Regions from separate parts of the Drosophila melanogaster genome. Here region 2 is linked to region 1. Evidence: chromatin contacts called from public Hi-C data. All regions are on one chromosome and are shown on one strand. The core of a region is the stretch at or near the end of the contact, and the rest is flanking DNA. Distances in the headings are between cores, read along the strand shown.

What was found. Hi-C and Micro-C count contacts between places; a contact is called where the count stands out from the background.
Region 2: a contact with region 1 is called in a Hi-C map of the OSC cell line, with 2.3 times the contacts expected there. The contact joins the promoter of Fic here to the promoter of Pez in region 1. A contact is called at or near these places in 17 of 107 Hi-C or Micro-C datasets (the Clone 8 cell line, the Kc167 cell line, the OSC cell line and 4 more).

The regions. Positions count from the first base shown.
Region 1 is chr2L:6,337,133-6,340,217 of dm6, forward strand. Pez (Pez,) reads right to left here and starts at 1,539. Exons shown (of 8, transcript NM_001273198.1): 1 at 1,516-1,539; 2 at 926-1,361; 3 at 1-139. The coding sequence starts at 1,010. It overlaps Cpr (Cytochrome P450 reductase), which reads left to right and starts at 1,704. Exons shown (of 7, transcript NM_057810.4): 1 at 1,704-1,993.
Region 2 is chr2L:6,422,859-6,425,943 of dm6, forward strand. Fic (Fic domain-containing protein) reads left to right here and starts at 1,478. Exons shown (of 3, transcript NM_135182.2): 1 at 1,478-2,548; 2 at 2,608-2,811; 3 at 2,871-3,085. The coding sequence starts at 1,668. Tig (Tiggrin) reads right to left here and starts at 452. Exons shown (of 6, transcript NM_001298741.1): 1 at 270-452.

The sequences.
Region 1 (3,085 bases), core at 289-2,788:
TCCTTGTCCTTGCCCTTGACCAGGTAGCGCAGTCCAAAGAACTCCGGCTGCTGGATTAGCAAACGTTGGCAAACGTTGTCCAGGCACTCCTGTCCCTTGCTCTCCGAGCTGATCGTGCAGTCCACTGTGCTGGATGTGTCTGCAATGTAGGTAAGAGTGAAAACGTGCTTCAAACATCGGCCTAAGTCGCTCCAAGCACTCTAAATTCGCCGCACAACAACAATTTGGCCCTGCCCGTCGCACGCGCAAATATGCAAATAAAGTTTATAATCTCTTTCGAGACCTTATACGTTTTATGGACGGAAATTGTGGCGGCGCCGCTCAATTGGCTTCTCTCATCTGTCGTATTTCCTAACTAACGAAACGTAGGCCTAATGTCTAAAACCTTTCTGATGGTTGGAGAAATTTGGGTGGTTTTAATTGAGTCAAGGTCTTCAGTTCGCTTGCCAAATAAGTACATTCGGTTAAGTGTATAAGAACTACAAAACATGCTTTTGTTTAGCCCAAAATCGAGAGTAAATAATATACAAAATGTGAAGTACGCAAAGTTAGGAAGTTCTCATAGGCAGTCTGTTAGTTTTAGAATTAACGGTCGCTGTTATGTGTCCTGTGCGCCTCTGTTAACTCAGCGACTGTTAACTAGAATGCAACAAGTGAAGGCATTTTTGTGGTCTGTGCCTTGGAAGGCGAATTCCAGCTAAACTGGAAGTGGGCGCCGCATGACAATCGTTGTGCACATTCCCAATTAAATAATCCCAATTGCAATGGCAGACGGCAGCTGTTAAGTTGTGGCTTTGTCACCGATTTCTTGTTGTTTCTATTGTCTCGTCTCCACTGTTGCTATTGCTGTTGTTGTTGTTGTCGTTGCTGTCGCTGTTGTTGTTGTGGGGGGCGTAGCGCCTCTAGGAATGTGGGGCTTACTCACCCAGCAGGTGATGCACTGATATAACAAACAAACTCTTGGACGTAACATTGTACTGGCGACACTTTTTCAAGAATTTCAATGGCATTTTTCGACTATTTTGCTCCACCGGGGCTCCGCTGGGCTCACAAAAGTGGCTAAAACGGCAGCACCATCGACACCACAGGTTTTTTTTGGGGGAGTAAATTGCTCAATTGGAATTAGCCGATTTGAATCAGCTGATTAGACACGCAAACCAGAGCACTGCGCGTATTGGTTAAGTAAAGTTAAAGATAGTAATTGGGCAGTTAACGACAATAAATAAAGGAATTCACGAGAAATAAAACGAAGAGACCGAAGTGCTGATATCGATACGCAGGTGCTGACTGAGTATCTCGGTGGCTGGCATCGAATGGATCGATAGGCGGCATTGACTATCGGTATGTCTTTGCGCAGTGGGCTGCAAGAAAATAGGTTTAGTTCTGTTAAAGAAAACAAGTGCAACCAAGAAATATGTAACTGAAACAAAACAGTTTATATTTTAAAATATATAACAATGCAGTCAGCAGTGATTAAATAAAATTCCTAAAGATATTAAAACCACTGATACACACGAATACTTCGTTGTACACAGCAAGAGAATAACGGTTTCTAGCGAACAGTAAAATATCAAACTTAACAGAGCTACTGGACACATAGGTGGCGTGCTGGCATAGCTCTGTTATCCGTTCCAACTCCAGTGCTGGAAAGTGCGCGCAACTGAGAAATCCACACCGCGATTCGACGACGGTCCCTCTGGAATTCAGTAATTTAGTACTGCTGCTGCCGTGGTAGTCGTCACTTCCCCTTTGCACTTGCCGCCCTCCGTCAACGTTTTATCGAATAAAGCGAATTAAAATTAAGATCGTGGCTTCGCCCCGCTGCGTAACTGAATAAAGCGAATTTAAATCAAGGGCTTTGACGTCTGCCAAGCTGCTGAGAGGGGCTGCAACAGGAAGAGCACCAGAGACGGGGCACAAATCCACATCCACATCCACCGATCGTCGTCTATCTACAGAGGATTAGGAGCAGCGCAGTCGGAGATCGCGATCGGTGAGTTTCGAGGAGCCGAATCACAAGGCCACGCACTGTCGAAATCCAAAAAGCAAAACCCGATTACCAAAATCGAAATCCAGTCCATAATTAATTTGCTGCTTAGATATTTCGAGCGCTGCATTGGCGGTCAAGGTTGCAGCGACGAGGACAGATGATGGAGCAACCGTATCGCTCACTCGCTCGCTCACACACACACACACACACAGAAGAGCCCTGCGAGCGAGTTTAAAGTTCAGTACCTGTTGCTGCGCTCGCCCAGTCTCCCTCTCCCTCTCGCTCTCGCACAGCCTCGCCGCCGCCCGTGCGATAGTGCGCTCTCGCTCACTCCGTCCGCGCTGCGTGTAATTTAATTTAATTCACTTCTGTTATTAATTTGCGCTATTTGCACGCTGTATCGCCGCCTTTCACGTCTCAAACCGAGTCGTAGGCCGAATTGCATAACCAAAAACGCGACTCGGGTCGCCAATCGGCCATCAAGTTACTTTTCTGCTCGTGGCTCTCCGCTGAGAACAGCTGTCGACTGTCTGCTTCCCGTACAGTAAGCACTCGATATGAGCGACGAAGCTATGTTCTTAATTTCCGTTAACCTGCCTTTCCTTATTCAAAAAATCAACATTTGAAAATCCTAAGTACACCAACTTTACACATTTTCCAATTGGAGTTGGCGTTGCATTTAGTTTCCAATTTATTAAAAACAATTTGTGAAAAAAGCCAACCGATATATTGTTTTATGCTAATTAAACACACACACATTAATGACGATGTAAACAAAATCCTAGTATCAAAATTTACTACAACGAAATTGAAAGTGGCTTAGTTCGAAAAGCCGAAGTGTGTATACTCTTGCTGCCTTGTATAACTGAACTCTGTAAAATCGTTCCATTTTGAAAGAACTAAGAACTTAGTAGGAGATACTGCAAGTCTAGGTATGTACGTACATACATATTTACATATATATAAATCAGTTAAAATATAAAAATTGTACATTGTTGTACACTTCCTAAGAACTTTTATGGATAAAAATTAGTTCTCTGAAATTCAAGTTCAAAGACAAACTAAATAAATATATTATATTATATGTTATGACAC
Region 2 (3,085 bases), core at 228-2,727, 86 kb after region 1:
ATTCCCTTTTCATCCGGTTTAGGTTGATAAGTCCCATGGACTTGACGACATGTAACTTTCGATTTCAGGGCCCCACAGAAGACGTCTCCCCCAAATGGGTCACACATGCATTTTCCCAAAATATAGTATTGCTTATTTCTGGAACACATTTCTTGGGCCCCTGCAGGCTGTCGCTATTTATTTTTAAATATTTTCCCAAGTTCTTTCTATTCCGAACTAACGAACGTATCGCTAGTAAACAGACAAATTATGCTGCTGTAATGACTTACAGTTCTTATCACTTTTCAGCGGAAACTCAATTAACACTTTGAGTACTTAACACAATTATCAATTGATTGGATGGGATTCAGGACACTATGTGGGTTGAACCCCAATCACTGGCACTACCGAAATCTTTCCGAGTCGAGATGAAACCGCTGCGCCCTGTGGCGCTGTCGAACAGCAACTGACAGCTGAATTCCCAGCACGAAGCTTTTATGGAAAGATCGCTTGGCGCGAGAGGCTGCGTTATGCGGAGCAGCATTATCAGCAGTCGAGAACATATGAGTCGGGTTATCATCACGGGTACGACATAATCTACGGGTATGGACCCACCGGTTCCACATTAATGGTTAATATCAGAAGAAGAATCGATTACTACGTCATCGCTCAAGTCGAGTGGAATTAATGAATGAATCTCGCCATGACCTCATACATACACATGATTCACGAGCCGGTCGGTCGGTCATTTGCTCTCCGAGCACTTTTATTTCGCCTGCATCCGATCGCATTAGATCGAAATAGCCAGCAAATGCGTGATCTCATGAGGTGCTCTTTACACGACTCGAGGGGAGAACACGGATTTGGGTACTCCAAGTGATTCAAGGCAGTTAGGTAGAAATATGCAAATCTGGTGACCTTAGGCTCTATTTCAGTCCAAATCGGCAAGACTCGGGTATCTGCCATATATCCGTTCTGTCTGCTGATTAGAATGTTACTGTTTATTGAATTGTTTGGAAATTCGACCGCAATGACTTGACGGATTTGGTGGGCTTCCCCAGCCGAAGAACAAGAATGGTTTCTACGAATGAGAGGTAGAAGTACAACTGTGCTTTGCAGAACTTCATATCATAGTTGAAAAAAAAAAACAAGAGGGCATTTTTTAATAAGCTCTTTTCATGTCGATTTTGCATTATTCACCCATTTCAAATATATTTCGTTTTAATTTGTGAGCGAAGTTAAATGAGTATTAAATACATATTGTATTATTGCGAACAAGCTAATAATAATCTGTCTTAGAAAGTGAAACAAAATAATATATCTTTTTGCGAGTCTTAAACACTAAACATATTTCTATAATTTGATAGATTGCAGACAATTTCGAGACTTATTGGTTTTTGTTTTAAAATTTGAATTCAAAATAACATCCACTATGTTCCCAAGTCCACCGTTCCGCTGTGGAACATGTGGATGTCGTTGCGATTTATATCAGAAACGGTCACACGTAGAAAAGAAGAAGAAGAAGCAAGTACGTGGTGCTAGAAGTCAGACCGCAACGACTGCAATATTGCAGATAAACAATAATTTTGGCCACACGTCTTCCAGCGTTTGGACTCAACGTAACATGTACCTGGCGTGTCAAGTATTCAAAATTCGCGTGAAACACAAAGGAACCTAAAGCATTGGCCATGGGCACGGAAGCAGAACAACCGAGTCCACCTGCTCAGCAGCAAGATCAAGAGAATCCGCCTCTCTGTAAGGCACAAAATCCGAAGCCTGCCCGCCTCTATCGCTTTGTACTGATCTTCGTCGCTGGCAGCCTGGCGGCCTGGACGTTTCATGCCCTAAGCTCAACGAATCTGGTCTGGAAACTGCGGCAGCTCCATCATCTGCCGACCGCCCACTACTTGCAGACGCGTGACGAGTTCGCACTGTACTCCGTGGAGGAGCTAAATGCCTTCAAAGAATTCTACGACAAGAGCGTCAGCGACAGTGTCGGCGCCAGCTACACGGAGGCGGAGCAGACGAACATCAAGGAGGCGCTGGGGGCACTGCGAATGGCCCAGGACTTGTACCTGGCGGGGAAGGATGACAAGGCGGCGCGTCTATTCGAACATGCTCTCGCTCTAGCGCCCCGACACCCGGAAGTCCTACTGCGCTACGGCGAGTTCCTTGAGCACAACCAGCGCAACATTGTGCTGGCGGATCAGTACTACTTTCAGGCTCTGACCATCAGCCCGAGCAACTCCGAGGCACTAGCCAACCGTCAGCGCACGGCAGACGTGGTGCAGAGTCTGGACGAACGCCGCCTGGAATCGCTGGACTCCAAACGAGACGCCCTCTCCGCCATTCACGAGTCCAACGGAGCCCTGCGACGGGCAAAGAAAGAAGCCTACTTCCAGCACATTTACCACTCAGTAGGCATTGAGGGCAACACCATGACGCTGGCACAGACGAGGTCTATCCTAGAGACCCGCATGGCCGTAGACGGCAAATCCATTGACGAGCACAACGAGATCTTGGGCATGGATCTGGCTATGAAGTACATAAACGCTAGTCTGGTGCAAAAGTAAGTTGAAATTGGATATAGCTAGGCAGTATGAAACAATCTATCTGAATTGTTCACAGAATCGATATCACTATTAAGGACATCCTCGAGCTGCATCGCAGAGTTCTGGGGCATGTGGACCCAATTGAAGGGGGCGAGTTCCGACGTAACCAGGTGTATGTTGGAGGTCACATACCGCCAGGTCCCGGCGATCTCGCGCTGCTAATGCAGCGTTTCGAACGGTGGCTAAACTCGGAGCACAGTAGCACACTGCATCCTGTCAAGTGAGTATTAAACAGCTGGCCCAGAAGGAATAATCCTTAAGCTTACTACCTACTTTCAGCTATGCAGCCCTTGCACACTACAAGTTGGTCCATATTCACCCATTCGTCGATGGAAATGGACGCACCTCACGTCTGCTGATGAACACGCTGTTGATGCGAGCAGGCTACCCACCAGTGATAATTCCAAAGCAACAGCGTAGCAAGTACTATCATTTCCTCAAGTTAGCCAACGAGGGCGATATTCGCCCCTTTGTGCGGTTCATCGCTGACTGCA